2 separate regions of the Mus musculus genome follow, and region 2 is linked to region 1. The links are chromatin contacts, called in public Hi-C maps. All regions are on one chromosome and are shown on one strand. The core of a region is the stretch at or near the end of the contact, and the rest is flanking DNA. Distances in the headings are between cores, read along the strand shown.

Region 1 (6,676 bases), core at 1,063-3,562:
GGTCACCATATCCTCCAGACCCTGAGCCAACATAAGTTCTCTTGACTGCTTCTTGTCTGACATTTGGCCACAACAATGAAGAACATTATTTATATATAGTCATTGGCCAGCAGTGTTATGAATACGAAGAGAAGAAAATCCCTTAGGTGGGATACACACTCCGTGTGTGTGTGTGTGTGTGTGTGGGGGGGGGGGGGTTGTGGTGTTTGAACTTCATTCAGAAATTGGTGGTGAAAACAGATATGGCTGGGGCTATGGCCAGGTTGGGTTCTGACATATCTGAAGGACACTGACAGCGACAAGTTAGGGTAAACCATGTGCTAGTAACTATTGTTCTTAGCTTTCATTCTTCTGTATATTCTGCTCCTGGTGTGTGTGTGTGTGTGTGTGTGTGTGTGTGTGTGTGTGTGTAACTGCCTACTTAGTTTGATAGTCGATCCTCGTCAGGTTCTGTCACTAGGTGCTAGAGACAGAAGACAACAGAGATGGAGAATCTTACTCAATTCTTTTCCCAACCACCCACCCAGCCAAACCTCTTTGCCCAAACAACCCTCAGATACAATCTTCCTTCCCTATATCTCCTGAAACAGGTTTCTTGTAGCCTCCTCAGAAGAAATGGTAGGCATTTGAAGAAACCTACATCTCAAACAATTTAAAACAGCACAGAGTACCACTGGGAACTCAACTAAAAGTTTTTACACAGCAAACTGAAAAAGCAACTTTTAAAACAAAGTGGAGCCCAGCGTGGTGGTGCACGCCTTTAATCCCAGCACTCGGGAGGCAGAGGCAGGCGGATTTCTGAGTTCGAGGCCAGCCTGGTCTACAGAGTGAGTTCCAGGCCTGCCAAGGAAAGGAACAGATCCACATGCTCTCCTCTGAAGCCAGAGCTCCCACTCTTTGCTGCCCCTGCCCAGGAGGACAGGCCTGCAGCAAGATTCAGGATAAGTACAGTTATCTGTTAGCATTCCTTCTAGGCTCCGCCCAACAGTTACCTGGCAACAGCCAGGTAGGCCTGGCTCACTATAAAAGGGGTTGTTTGCTCCCTCCTCTTACTCTCTAATTTTCTCTGACTCTCTTCTCTCCCTGACCCCTTTCTCCCTCCCTCCCATTCCTCCGCACCCCTCTCCACCTGTTCCTGGACAGCCTTCCCCCCCTACCCCCGCTCTCCCCACCTCCCTTCTCCCCCTCTGTGTGTTTTTCTCTGCCTCTACTTCCTTCTAACCCCCCCCCCCCCCCGCTTCCCATGCCCTAAATAAACTCTGTCTACACTATACCTGTCATGACCCGCCAAGGCACCCCTCCCACCTCACCATACCTGGCTTTATCAAACGTATCCTCTTTCTTTTTATAAAACACAACAGTATCAGAAGCCATCTTGGCAAGGGTGGCCTGTTATGCTCCACACCAGCTTCTCAACTTCTGAATGTTCACATCCCAGGGAGCTTTGAAATATTCTGAAGCTTCTGTCTCTGTCTCTGTCTCTCTCTGTCTCTGTCTCTCACTCGTGCGCTCTCTCTCTCTCTCTTTCTCTCTCTCTCTCTCTCTCTCTCTCTCTCTCTCTCTCTCTCACACACACACACACACACATACATACACACACACACACACACTAGCAGATCCCACGGATCCTTTCGCTTCTGTAGAGCCAGGTTGATAGCTGACCAGCAGTCAGCCTGTCTTGGTCAGTGAGTATCCCAGTAATTTGGCTGCTTCAGCTACAGTAAATGACACTAGAGAAAAGGCATTCAAATGGAATTCTAAAAACATTCCTGAGAAATACCTGCCCAGTTTCAACTTGTCCAGCACTCTCCGCACAGAAATCTCCATGAATTCAGAATACAGATGAGGGACAAATGTAGATCTCAGCTACTAGGGCAAAAAAGCACCTTCAGGGCCCAGCCAACCTGGCCATGCCAGGGGCCAGGAGAAAAGCATTGCGGTTGCCCTTGCTGACTACATGGAGATTGATAAACCTGCAAAGAAAAGACTCCAAAATGGGCTACAGAAGGTTTAATGAAAGTTGAGTAGCAGCAGGGCCAGGTGGTCTGACCACCAACCTGCAGCCTCCCTGTTTGGAAGAGAGAAGGGCATGCCTTACTCACTCAGGCTAAGAAAACCCCCTGAAAACACGTCAGTAACCCTCTGCTCTCCTTTGGCTGCATCCCCCTGGGCTCTGCACTTGAAAGGCAATCTGGCAAGCCTGGTTACTCAAACACACCACGTGCCTTGCATTCCTCACAGGGCTCTACAAAAGGTCTTCCTCCAGCTCTCCATGGCAGCTGTTGCTGCTCCCAGAGCTGCTCCGGATGAGTGCATTCTGACCGGAGCCTGGCCTCCTGCTGACTCACTTGGTTACTATGGCCAAGTCACTCAGCGTCACTACACGCCTGGGTGACCCTATTTATAAATCTCACAGCAGCAAAAGGGCCTTCCTCACCCACAAGAAGCAGCCATGTTCTACTCTCGGGATACATCTAAGACCGGTGCTAACCCCAGGCAAAGAAGTTTGAGTCCTGATCCATTGAAGGGGCAGCTGGTTATAATCATCTTCCTTCAGCCTGCTTCCCACAAACAAACAAACAGAAAAATCTGCTGGAAGTGGGAAACGTTTCCTATGTTGCTAAATATAGCATTAAAGCTTTTCTAATTGTAAGTGTTAAGTAATAGTATTGCTAAAATCTCACACATTAAGTGTGGATAAAAGTGTCGGAAGCTTTGAAAAATCTCAATCTCTAAGGATAATTTTGAGAGTATTTTTCTATTCTGTTTCTTTCACATATGTGGAGTTGTATTTGTAAAAACAACACCGCTTCATCTTCTTCCTTGATTTTTACTCACTTTATTATAATTATGTTTGTCTTATTTCCATGCACTGTAATCTTTTAAGGTTTGTTTTAGAGAAACTTATGTGTTTTATAGAAACGGGGATATGTTTTCTAGAGCACCTTACGATGCAGTAGGAGGGCGTACCTAAGCAAGCCAACGACGAGGCCCCCTCCCAAGGTAGCATAGAGATTATTTGGGGACATGGGAAGGGGAGTTGAGAAGGGAATAGAGGGAGAGAAAGAAAAGAGGCAGGCCAGAGAGCATCGAGAAAAGGGGAGACCGGAAATGGGGAGAGAGGGAGAAAGGGGTCAGTCAAAGGGAGAAGAGAGTCAGAGAGATAGGGAGAGGTCAAACAATCCCTTTTACAGTAAGCCAGGCCAACCTGGCTGTTGCTAGGTAACTGTTGGGCGGATCCTTGAAAGAATGCCAACCGAAACAAAGAGATCTCTACTAATCTGTTTTTCCCTTATGTACTGTAATTTTTTTAAATTTGAAACTTATTTAATTTATTTGATGGAGGTGAAAATGTCTTTTATTTAGATAAGTAGCATCTACAAAAGCCCCTTTACTTATGTTTCTTACAATTTTGTTTACTGCTTAAGTGGTTCCATTTTTTATTTTCTTCCCAGCAGTCAACTGTATTGAAGCCATTAAACCAACTTCCCTCAAACTACAATCTGTGCAAACTCACACAACAACAGCAGCTGCTTCATGCTTAGCTTCCTTCCGGAGACCTCAGTATTCCCACTGTATCGAAGTATCTGAATTACCTGTGAATTTTAGTCCCCTAAGTCAGAGGGGCAACAATCAAGATAAGGGGGCTTAGAGACTTTTTAACAGGTTCATCATTTTCTACATTTTTTAAATTGTGAAGTACAAAATAATATACCTCATAAGAATTTAAATTCACTGGTGTTGAATGGATTCACCAGTAGGGAATTCACCAACATTAATTTTTAGAACTTCATTTTCTTTAACTAATGTTTATTCCATAAAAACAACCACTCCAGCCCCCCACCCCCACCCCCACCCCCACCCCCATTATTCTAGCTGCTGTAGCCTATCACTCTGTTTTCTGACCTGATGAATTTGATTGCAGTTGTCACCCATGTGACATACATAAATTGATTTTCTGTGACTGTTTATGTATCACCTGTCCTCAAGGTTCACCCATATTTTGTCAGAGCTTCCTTCATTTTAAAGCTGAATATTAGTTCGTATACATATCATGATTTTGGTTTACTAAATTGTCTTGTAAGTAATTATGTATTAGTTTTCAATTCTCAGATAAAATTGTGCAAATCATTTCCATCTTGATTTCTTTGGTGACCCGCTTAGCCTCCAACACCATGCTGTCTAATCCCCACTAGTTTGTGTACTTCTGCAGTTTCTCTTGGGATGGATTGCTGCCTTTATGTAATTGTTATCAGACAGGATGTAGGTAGTAGTTACATGTGATCCATGACGGCATTTAACTCCTATTTTTTTATTGTTTATTTTTTGCTGTGATGACCTGTCAATGGATGAGAAGGGAGTCTTAAAATCACCCACCATCGTTTTGCATTTTTGTTTTTAAAATTTATCCTTGTCCTTGAATGAGGGTTTCAGTTCCTCTCTTGTCTTCAAGCCCCGCCAAGGACATTTTGTCCTCTCAGGGATCCAATTCTGCTGGTGAGGCTTTTCCAAAGAGCTTTTTATTTAACTCATAGGATTTTTCATTTCTAGCACTTCAGTTTTGTTTTCCCATCTCTGCTGACTTAAAATTTAGATCATTCTGTCCTTTCCTGACCATTTCCATGAAGCTGTGTGTGCTCTCCAGAACTTCCCAGTAGTTTGTGCCCTCTTTCAGTTCTATGAACTTATTGATAATTCTTGCCTGGAATTTTATCTAGCTCACTCCCATTGCTGGCTGTTACACTCTGATTAGCAATGTTGAGGGAGACAAGTTCCCTGGGTTTTCCTGTTTCCTGTGCTTTGCCCTGGCTGGAACTTACACATTAGGAGCTACATTCCTGGGTGAATGTAAATATGACGATTGTGTTTATATGTCTGTGTTTTGAAAAATCAGAAATAAGTTACAAATTGGAACCACTTAAGTTTGTTTTTTTTTATGATGTGTTAAAATTATTATTGTCTGCCAGGTATGGTGGTACATGTCTTTATTCTTAGTACTTGAGAGGCAGAGACAGGTAGATCTCTATGAGTTTAAGGCCAGCCTGGTCAACAGTGAGTTCTAGGACAGCCAGGGCCATACAGAGAAATCCTGTCTCAAAAAACCAACATATATTATTTTATATATTTATATATAAATATGCTTATATTCTATATTTTAGCACACCTAATTAAAATGGACATGTGCATATTTATAAATTTTGGTAATATAATAAAGGCCTAATAAAAACATGTGCCCTACTGGGCAATGGTGATACACCCTTTAGTTCCAGCACTTGGGAGGTAGAGGCAGGCAGATTTCTGAATTTGAGGCCAGCCTGGTCTACAGAGTAAGTTTCAGGACAACCAGGGACACAGAGGAAACCCTGTCTAGAAAAAAAAAAGGAAAAAAAAGTGCCCTAATAAAATTGGATACTCATAACTTTTTAAAACATATTAAAGTGAAAGATTTTGGTCTATTTCATAAAACCTTAAAACACTATGTGTTTAATGCTATGTGTAAAACAACATTTACTGGAGTCACAAGAGAACCTTAAGCCATAAAATGCATGTTATATAGATACATGGTAAATGCTCCTTCCAAAATACATATACATATATATGTGTGTATAAGTGTATATGTGTATTCTTTTGTATAATATACATGGGTAACATACAAGTCAAATAAATTATTATTCAAAATATTTTTAATATAAAACTGCTAAAATTTAAGGTTTTAATTAAGGTTGACCTAACTACATATATATTAATGAATATGTGTGCTTTGTGTTTGCCAAAGATCTTTGTGGTAACTTTCTTTTTTAAAATTGGGAATTAAGGCCTGGCATGGTGGTGCACGCCTTTAATCCCAGCACTCGGGAAGCAGAGGCAGGCAGATTTCTGAGTTCGAGGCCAGCCTGGTCTACAAAGTGAGTTCCAGGACAGCCAGGGCTATACAGAGAAACCCTGTCTCAAATAAATAAATAAATACAAACAAACAAACAAATAAATAAATAAATAAAAATGGGAATTATAAAATACATAATTCCAACAATCATCCACAGTTGAAACTCTTGTTTTAAAAAAATCTGTCTTATCTTTCTTACTGTATGATTGTATATGTATACATACCTCTGTCTTACTACATGTATGCACTGTTCACATGTGCTATATTTTTCATATCATTCATTCAGTGCCGAATTGGCTTGTAAGTGGTCAAATAAACTAAAGCTGTTCAATAAGTCCACTTCCTCTTGGTTCATAGTAAAAGTAGAATTTTAATGGGAAAAGTCCTAAATCTAACTCCATCAGACTAAGAAAAATTGGCTAAGTGCTCAGTATGCCTATCATAGGGACAAAGTAATGACAAACAGTATTTAGTCAATTGAAACAAATACAGATGGCTGATGATTCTAGATCTTACTTTGGAAGACTTCATGTGAGTTCTTAAATTTAAATTTTTATAAGAATTCCTAAAGGATTAGATAGGCATATTTATCCTGTTCTGGCGTTATCTCCCTGATTCTTGTCTCAGCTCTGGTTCACCTGAAGATCCCTGTTGCTCAGGGTTACAAATTAAGAGACAATTATCCCTGGTTCAGGGTGCAAACTTTTCCTACATGGTAAATGCACTCCTCTGAGATGATAAGCCCTTTATTGGAAGGAGTAAGAATATGACTTATCCTTGTACTTCTGGGTG
Region 2 (6,676 bases), core at 1,674-4,173, 280 kb before region 1:
AGGTTACTGAAGCTTCCTCTCTGACTTGGGGTGAAGCGATAGGTGGTTTGTACTATACAGTCTGGCTGCCAGCAACACTGGATCAGTGCAGGTCAAGCCACCCTTTAAAGGAAGGCATCCTGACTGCTGCAGGCTGCCTCTGCCTCCATTGCTCAGCACTGAGTGGGGTTCTCATCCTTGCACCTGTCCAGGCAGACACTAGCCTACAGGACAACAAGGCAAGCACAGTGGCTGCCTCCAAACTGCCCAGGACTCTAGCATAAGACAGAAGAGGAAATGAGGACTGTTGGGTGAAAGGGCAAACTCACGGGGGCACTTCTTCACACAGGTGGCACCAAAGCTGTACTTCCCTTCAGGGTTGACATCCATCTGATAGGTGGTGGGGTTGTACAGCATGAGTGGTGGGCAGGTGTCTTTGCATGTGGCCTCATCTTGGAACTTTTGGCAGACCTGTCATAGGAGGGACAACATGTCTGGTCAAGGATGTGGCATCCAAATGAAAGGAACCCAGTGCCAGGCAGCCTGCAGGTCAGTGGGACAGTGACAGTTTTCGGTGTTTTACATGCTCAATTAGAGAGGAAAAATGTCTAGTAAGCCTTTCCAGGATAGTCAGAAACACCTTCCTCTTATGAGTACTAAGTATACATTTTTAAGTATACTGACTGTCTCAATTGATACAGCCTAGGGTTTGTGGTTAAAAAAAAGGTAATAATGAAATCTACACATGATATTGGAAAGTATGCTGTAACTATTTTTAAACTCAGTTTTTACTGGGTTTCTTTCATAAAGAACACTATAAGAATATATTTTATAATTTATGGACAAACTGCAGAAATCTTAGCAAGAAGATTCCATGTAGAGAGCTGTTGGATCTTTCTAAGAACTCCATTTGTAGTTTTATCCCCGGGCTGCCCATTTGAATCAGACCAGACTACCCAGGTGAAAAAAAAAAAAGATGCCTGGAGCTAGGTTTAGTTTATAGAATTTAAGAATCTTCTGTTCCAGAATGATAGAATACTCTAGACTCTACCTTTAGGTGGACTTCCTTTTCTGGAGCCTAATGGAGTTTGCTTGGGTTGGCAAGGACCCCAGGAATCACATTCACTAACCCCTGACAGCTGCAAAGTTAACACTAGAGCTTTCACCAGAGGTAGAGGGTCTGAGGGGAGACACTGTGGGATGGGGTAGGATTAGGAGGGGAGCAGCCCAAGAGGCATGAAAATATGGTGTGCACATGCCATACTGCCCAAAGGTCTGGGTAACTGGGATGGTTCTCAGGGGGTCTTACAGAAGAAGAGCTCCCTTCATTTCTCATAATGTTGCTACTGTTGTCCATGACAACACTTAATTAAAATGTGCACCACATGAAGGCTGCTGTCACAGTCAGATGTCGAGCACGTGCACAGCTCTGCAGCACAACTCCCCAGTAGCCAGAGTCTTACCAGACAGTCACTCTCTCGGGGCCCTGTACACCCCGCAGCACATTGGTTGTGGCAGCAGTCACTGGGGGACCTGCCACGACAGCGATGGGAACATTGCTGGGCACAGATGATTTTGGTCACTGAAAAAGAAAGATTACCAGTGAGCTGTGTTTAAGTGGCAGCTCATCTTCTAGAGACACCAAGGAATGCTTGCACCCAGTAGAAAGAAATAAAGGAGGAACCATGGGTTTTGTGACAGGGAGCAGCTTCTAGGCTTTCACAGTCAGCCAAACAATATAATCACAACTTTCCCCTTGGTACATTTTTATCATTTATCTCAAATCACTTGGGAGAAATAATCGAAACAAGTCTGATCAGATCTTTTGAATAAGTAGATATTATCTAGGGAATTTCTGGCAATACAGAAGGCACATAGCAAGAAGAGCTCCTGGCAGGAGGCAGTGTTTAAAGGAACGAGATAGTTAGGTCACAAAGGCAATGAACTACAGTCAATTTTGAAGCTGACACACGCCCAGGTTCTTTGAGTGAAGCAGTAACCATGCTGAAGTAAATTAAACTTTGTTTTTTAAGTTAGTAGGATTCACACATGAACTCTGTGGAGCAACACCGTCAAACTTCTATATTAGTTGGCTCTGGAAAACGGGGAGGATTGGATCAGGGGACAAGGCATCCTGTGTGTCACCATGGACACTTGGGTGGTTGGCTTTCTTGCATTTAATGACAGGTTAAATTATCCCACGTAGTAAGCCTTAGATAGTTGTGCACTGTGATGTTTCCAAGACTGATGCTCATGAAGTGGTTAACTCTGAGTCTTTTGCCAAGCTCCTGTACTTGTTCAGTCACAAAGCGGAGGAGTGGAGGACCACATACTGTGTGGACTCCCTCACCAGGGCATGTTTCTCAGGCCCTGATGCTGCACTGACTTACATTTCTGGCAGTTCTCCTCTCCTCCTCCCCAGCAGCTTCCATTGGGACAGCTTGGATCACATTTGGGGCCTGAAATAAAAATCAAGTAGTTAAATGTGCATTTCAATAAAAGTAACAAATAACACGCAACTGACAACTCTCTCAAGGTCCTAAAGAATGTCCTAGAAATGAGGAACAGCTTGGAAACTTTGTATTCATAGTTGGGTTGGATGCTTTGTAAGCTAAATTAAAGGACTCCTGCACAAAAGAAAAAATGGTGAGCCTTGGGCTGCTTTTGCTTGTACTTCAGCTGTGGAAGCTGAGACAGAGGTTACTTACTGACTTGTCACAGCCACACAAATGACAAAGCTAATGAATTTAGGGTTTCGGAGGTGCCACCTGATTAGGCTTCTCTCTAACCAGATCCGCTCAATGTACACTTATGCACCTTGCTACATTCAGTCTTGACTGACTGTGTGGGGCAATCATCACTAGATATTTAGGATGTTATGTTGAGTCTGGTAAATGAACACTCCTTTCCTCCAAGCCATGAAGTGGTGCAGAACATGACACAGGAAGCGAACATTCTAATTCTGTGAGTCACTTGGCTAATCACCTAAAACCTTAGTTAATAGCTGGCATACTACTGTCTGGAAATCTTTGTAATTGCTAAATATTTGTATTTTTATAGTTGGTCAATATCAAGTTGCAGCTGCAAAGGGTTTCTATTCAGCCATTAATCATCCTGAGAACTGACGATCAACATGTTGACCAGCACAGATGTTGAGAATTTCTTTCTGGGAAGCACATTTACTTTTCTCGCCTTCACTTTTTTGTGGTGCTGCTTACTTACCACCTCCATTAGGCTTGTAGAGACCACTCTGCTTAGTTCTGTAGCCCTCTTCGGGCAATCTTATCTCACAGAACAATTTTATTTCACATGGAAGCTTATTTGACGGTGTCAGAACTCTCTTTGCAACTTGATACTTGATACTATAAATATTTATCCTCATGTTTCCTTCTAGAACTACACCTATATTTTGTATAAATATAACATATTTATTTATATATACTTACATATACTTAATACATATTTGGAACTTATATTGATGCATGGAGTAGCTGATGATTTTATGTTTTTTTTCTTTCTCATAAATTCACTCTTATAACCTCAATTTGTAAACTTTATCAATGATAAAATATGTTGGCCACAGTGGGCTGCTCTTCTGAATCTCAGATGCCTCACATGTATAGCATTTAAAGCCACCTCATAATACTGATTTTGTTGTTAAAGATGAAGTGCAAACTTCTCAAAAGGAACGCGCATCTGCAGCTATTCAATGAGGAGAGTAGAAGGAAGAGATCCAGGGGATAGAGATTCCCTATCTTCTAATATATATAACTCTCATTTTCTAGTTGTTTTTAAAAATCTGTTATAGCTCTAATACTTGGGCTATTTGTCCCTTAATCATTGGCACTGCAGAACAATTTACTGAATCAACTCTTACTTGAAATGTCACTTATTTATGCAATTTTGGTTCACTTAGGCTTATTCTCATGATGAGTGCTATAGTTTGAATACGTAACGACTCCTAGAGGTTCACGCTTTATGGCACAGAGAGGTGATGGGGACTTTAAGAGATAGGACTAATGACTACCTGGCAAGATGTGTGCGAACGTTATGAGGAGAAACTAACCATTCTTTAGCTTGACTTAAGACCTACTCCACAGATGGACACTGTGCCTGGTACTGCAAATTTGGCCAGGATCCCATGGCTCAAGAGCTCCTGAGCTCTCGGGAAGAACTGACTACTATTATTTTGCTACACAGACACATCATCAAGCTGCCCTCCAAATACTTATCTCTACAGTCATTAGTGCTCAGTCCTCATCAGAGAGGCTTCTTTGTGTGTTAGATAACGATTACTACAGAGACTCTCAAGTGCCAAAGTGCAGAGAGTAAGTGCCTATGGAATAGTCAGCCATAAATAGAATATCTGCCACACAGCCCACACTCCTAAGGCTCTAAGAACATCACAGAAAAGAGGGTGGGAAGATGATAAGAACCAGAGCCCAGGGAAGACTGCTGCGAGACAACATCTGGACACAGCACATCTGTTCTTCTCAGGAACTCTCAGCAGCTGTGGCTGCCTGCCTAAGCCCTGCATATGACCAAGCCTGTCAACATTCCAGCATGGGTGGGGGAAGGGATCATGAGAACTCATCCCTGACTGCTGGAAGAGGGTGTGGCCCCTGGTTGGTTAAGGATGCTCCAGTGGATGTCCTACATCCATGCACATATGTGCAGCACTGATTGTATTCAGTGGATTATTTTAACAAGATATAAAATTGGGATGAGGGCATGGGGAACAGAGGAATTGGAAAAAAAAAAGGGGATTGAATATGATCACAATTACTTATATACATGTGTGCAATTCTCAAATAATAAATAAAATGCTATATTAGGGGAAAAAAGGGTGGCAGTACTGGAATCTCAGCCACTGAAGGCAGGGTCTTTGAAGGAGCAAGCCAATCCTGATCTCTCCTCCTTTCTCTTGTGATTATGGCACCATCATGACACATGGGCTCACCATAGGCTCCAGAACACTATGGCCAACTGACTGTGGAGGAAAGCTGCAAAGCAGCGAGCCCAAGTAAACCTTGCCTGTAAACTAAGGCATTTTTATTCTAGTAACAGAGAGCTAAATATTATTAAATTAATACCTTTTCAGGTCAGAGATCAAATGTTAAAACATTTGAATCTTGTATACTGTTTTTCAACATTCCTTTGTGGGTTTTTCATATATCAATGAGTATAAATTTGCCATTGTAAGGTACTTGATTTTAACTGTGGCAAATTCAGCTCCATAACTCTCCATGTAATATTTTAAATATGTATGACTTAGTTCACCTATTGAACATCAAAAATCTTAAGAACTGCTAACCTTGATTTCATAGGTAATAACAAAAATCCATTGTAAAATACTGTTCAGTTTCTTACATGCTCAATGTCACAGTGTGTAGCTGGTAGGATATATATTTACAAAACAAAAAACTTAATACCCACACTCACAGTAATATTATTCAGAGAGTCAACCCAAGTGCCTATAAAGAGATAAACAAATGGTAGTACAGCCAATAACAAAATATTTTAAGCCTTGAAAAAAAAATTCCTAGCATAAACTACAATACGAATAAATTTTGGGGTCATTTAATCAAATGAAGTAAACCAGACACTAAACCACAAAAAAAGCATACGATTCCACTCTCATGAGGTACCTACAGTAGTCAAATTCATAGGTACATAAAGGAGGTTTGGATTGCCTGGGAGAAAAAGAAAATAGGTCATTACTGTTTAATGAGCTCAGAGTTTCAGATTTGTAAAATTTGAAGATGGTTGGTGGTTATAGCTGCAAAACAGTGTAGACACATAATGCTCCTAGACTGTCACATAAAAAGACCATGGTGTCAGATTTTTCTACATTTTTCAATGCATTAATAAAAATACAGCTATTAAGTTAGAAAGTTTTAGTTGATATTTTTGTGATTCATGTCCCTTCCACTAGAGGTCCAAACTCACCCTGTATGCAGCCCACAATTACAGGAACAGGACAGTAGAAAATGAGGCCATGCTTTATATTCAAGTATTGAAAGGTCAGTACTATTAGGAAGAACAGGTTTGGTGGAGTTTTGTTAAGTGAAAACATGTCATTCCAGAGATGGTGTTAGCAAAGGGCACAGGTTGCATCCCTAAGCTTAGTTGGCCCTCTGCAGGGCCCTCAGTTGCAGGGGGTTGCCTGAGGATTAGGGCATGGATGAGAACATTTAGGAAAATATGGAGAGCCCTCCTTTCTGGTTCTGTGTTAGAATGTTTACACTGATAAGCTGATGAGCAGAGCCCACGTTATCAGGATGACCTCTGTGCCACTGTAAGAGGTGGAATGGGAGATTCCTTGTACCAGCAGACCGCCACTGCAACTTGCACCATAGAGAAATTTCTCTCTGTTCAATAGTTTTATGAAGGTTCTACCATGATGGATGTTGTATTGAACAATGGAAAAATATTTATATTATTGTCTTGCATAAAATCTCCTCCAATGCAAAGAGCATTTGCTTACTACTTACTTTTCTTGTATGTTAATGAATGTGATCTAAAGTTAATATGCTCTCTCCTACCCCAACACTCCATTTCAGCCCACCAGAGGATCTGAAGATAATAAAAGGTAAAAGGCGCGCTTACAACTGCTCGGATGGCTCTGTAAGTCCATTGACATGTTGCTCATAAAGACGTTTTGGACGATGTCCCTCCACTGGATAGTATCCATATT

The links. A called contact is a pair of places that touch in the nucleus more often than the background predicts.
Region 2: a Hi-C map of pancreatic cancer cells shows a contact between it and region 1, with 3 times the contacts expected there. The contact joins two enhancer-like sites. A contact is called at or near these places in 2 of 15 datasets of contacts at CTCF or cohesin (pro-B cells and stem cell-derived epiblast-like cells), 6 of 484 Hi-C or Micro-C datasets (the AML12 cell line, the N1E-115 cell line, adipose-derived mesenchymal stem cells and 3 more) and 7 of 115 datasets of contacts at active chromatin or transcription factors (astrocytes, embryonic stem cells, epiblast stem cells and 3 more).

What each region holds. Positions count from the first base shown.
Region 1 is chr11:16,587,272-16,593,947 of GRCm38.p6, reverse strand. No RefSeq gene overlaps it. Among named protein-coding and RNA genes, the nearest start is that of Sec61g, 82 kb to the right of the region's middle. Within about 2 kb of position 2,312, at least 232 of the 459 cell types and tissues checked have an H3K27ac peak or open chromatin away from gene starts, as enhancers often do. A contact at or near this core is called in pancreatic cancer cells, where this site is marked.
Region 2 is chr11:16,862,993-16,869,668 of GRCm38.p6, reverse strand. Egfr (epidermal growth factor receptor) reads right to left here. Exons shown (of 28, transcript NM_207655.2): 4 at 6,589-6,676; 5 at 2,370-2,438; 6 at 1,443-1,561; 7 at 309-450. Among named protein-coding and RNA genes, the nearest start is that of Egfros, 36 kb to the right of the region's middle. Within about 2 kb of position 2,923, at least 15 of the 459 cell types and tissues checked have an H3K27ac peak or open chromatin away from gene starts, as enhancers often do. A contact at or near this core is called in pancreatic cancer cells, where this site is marked.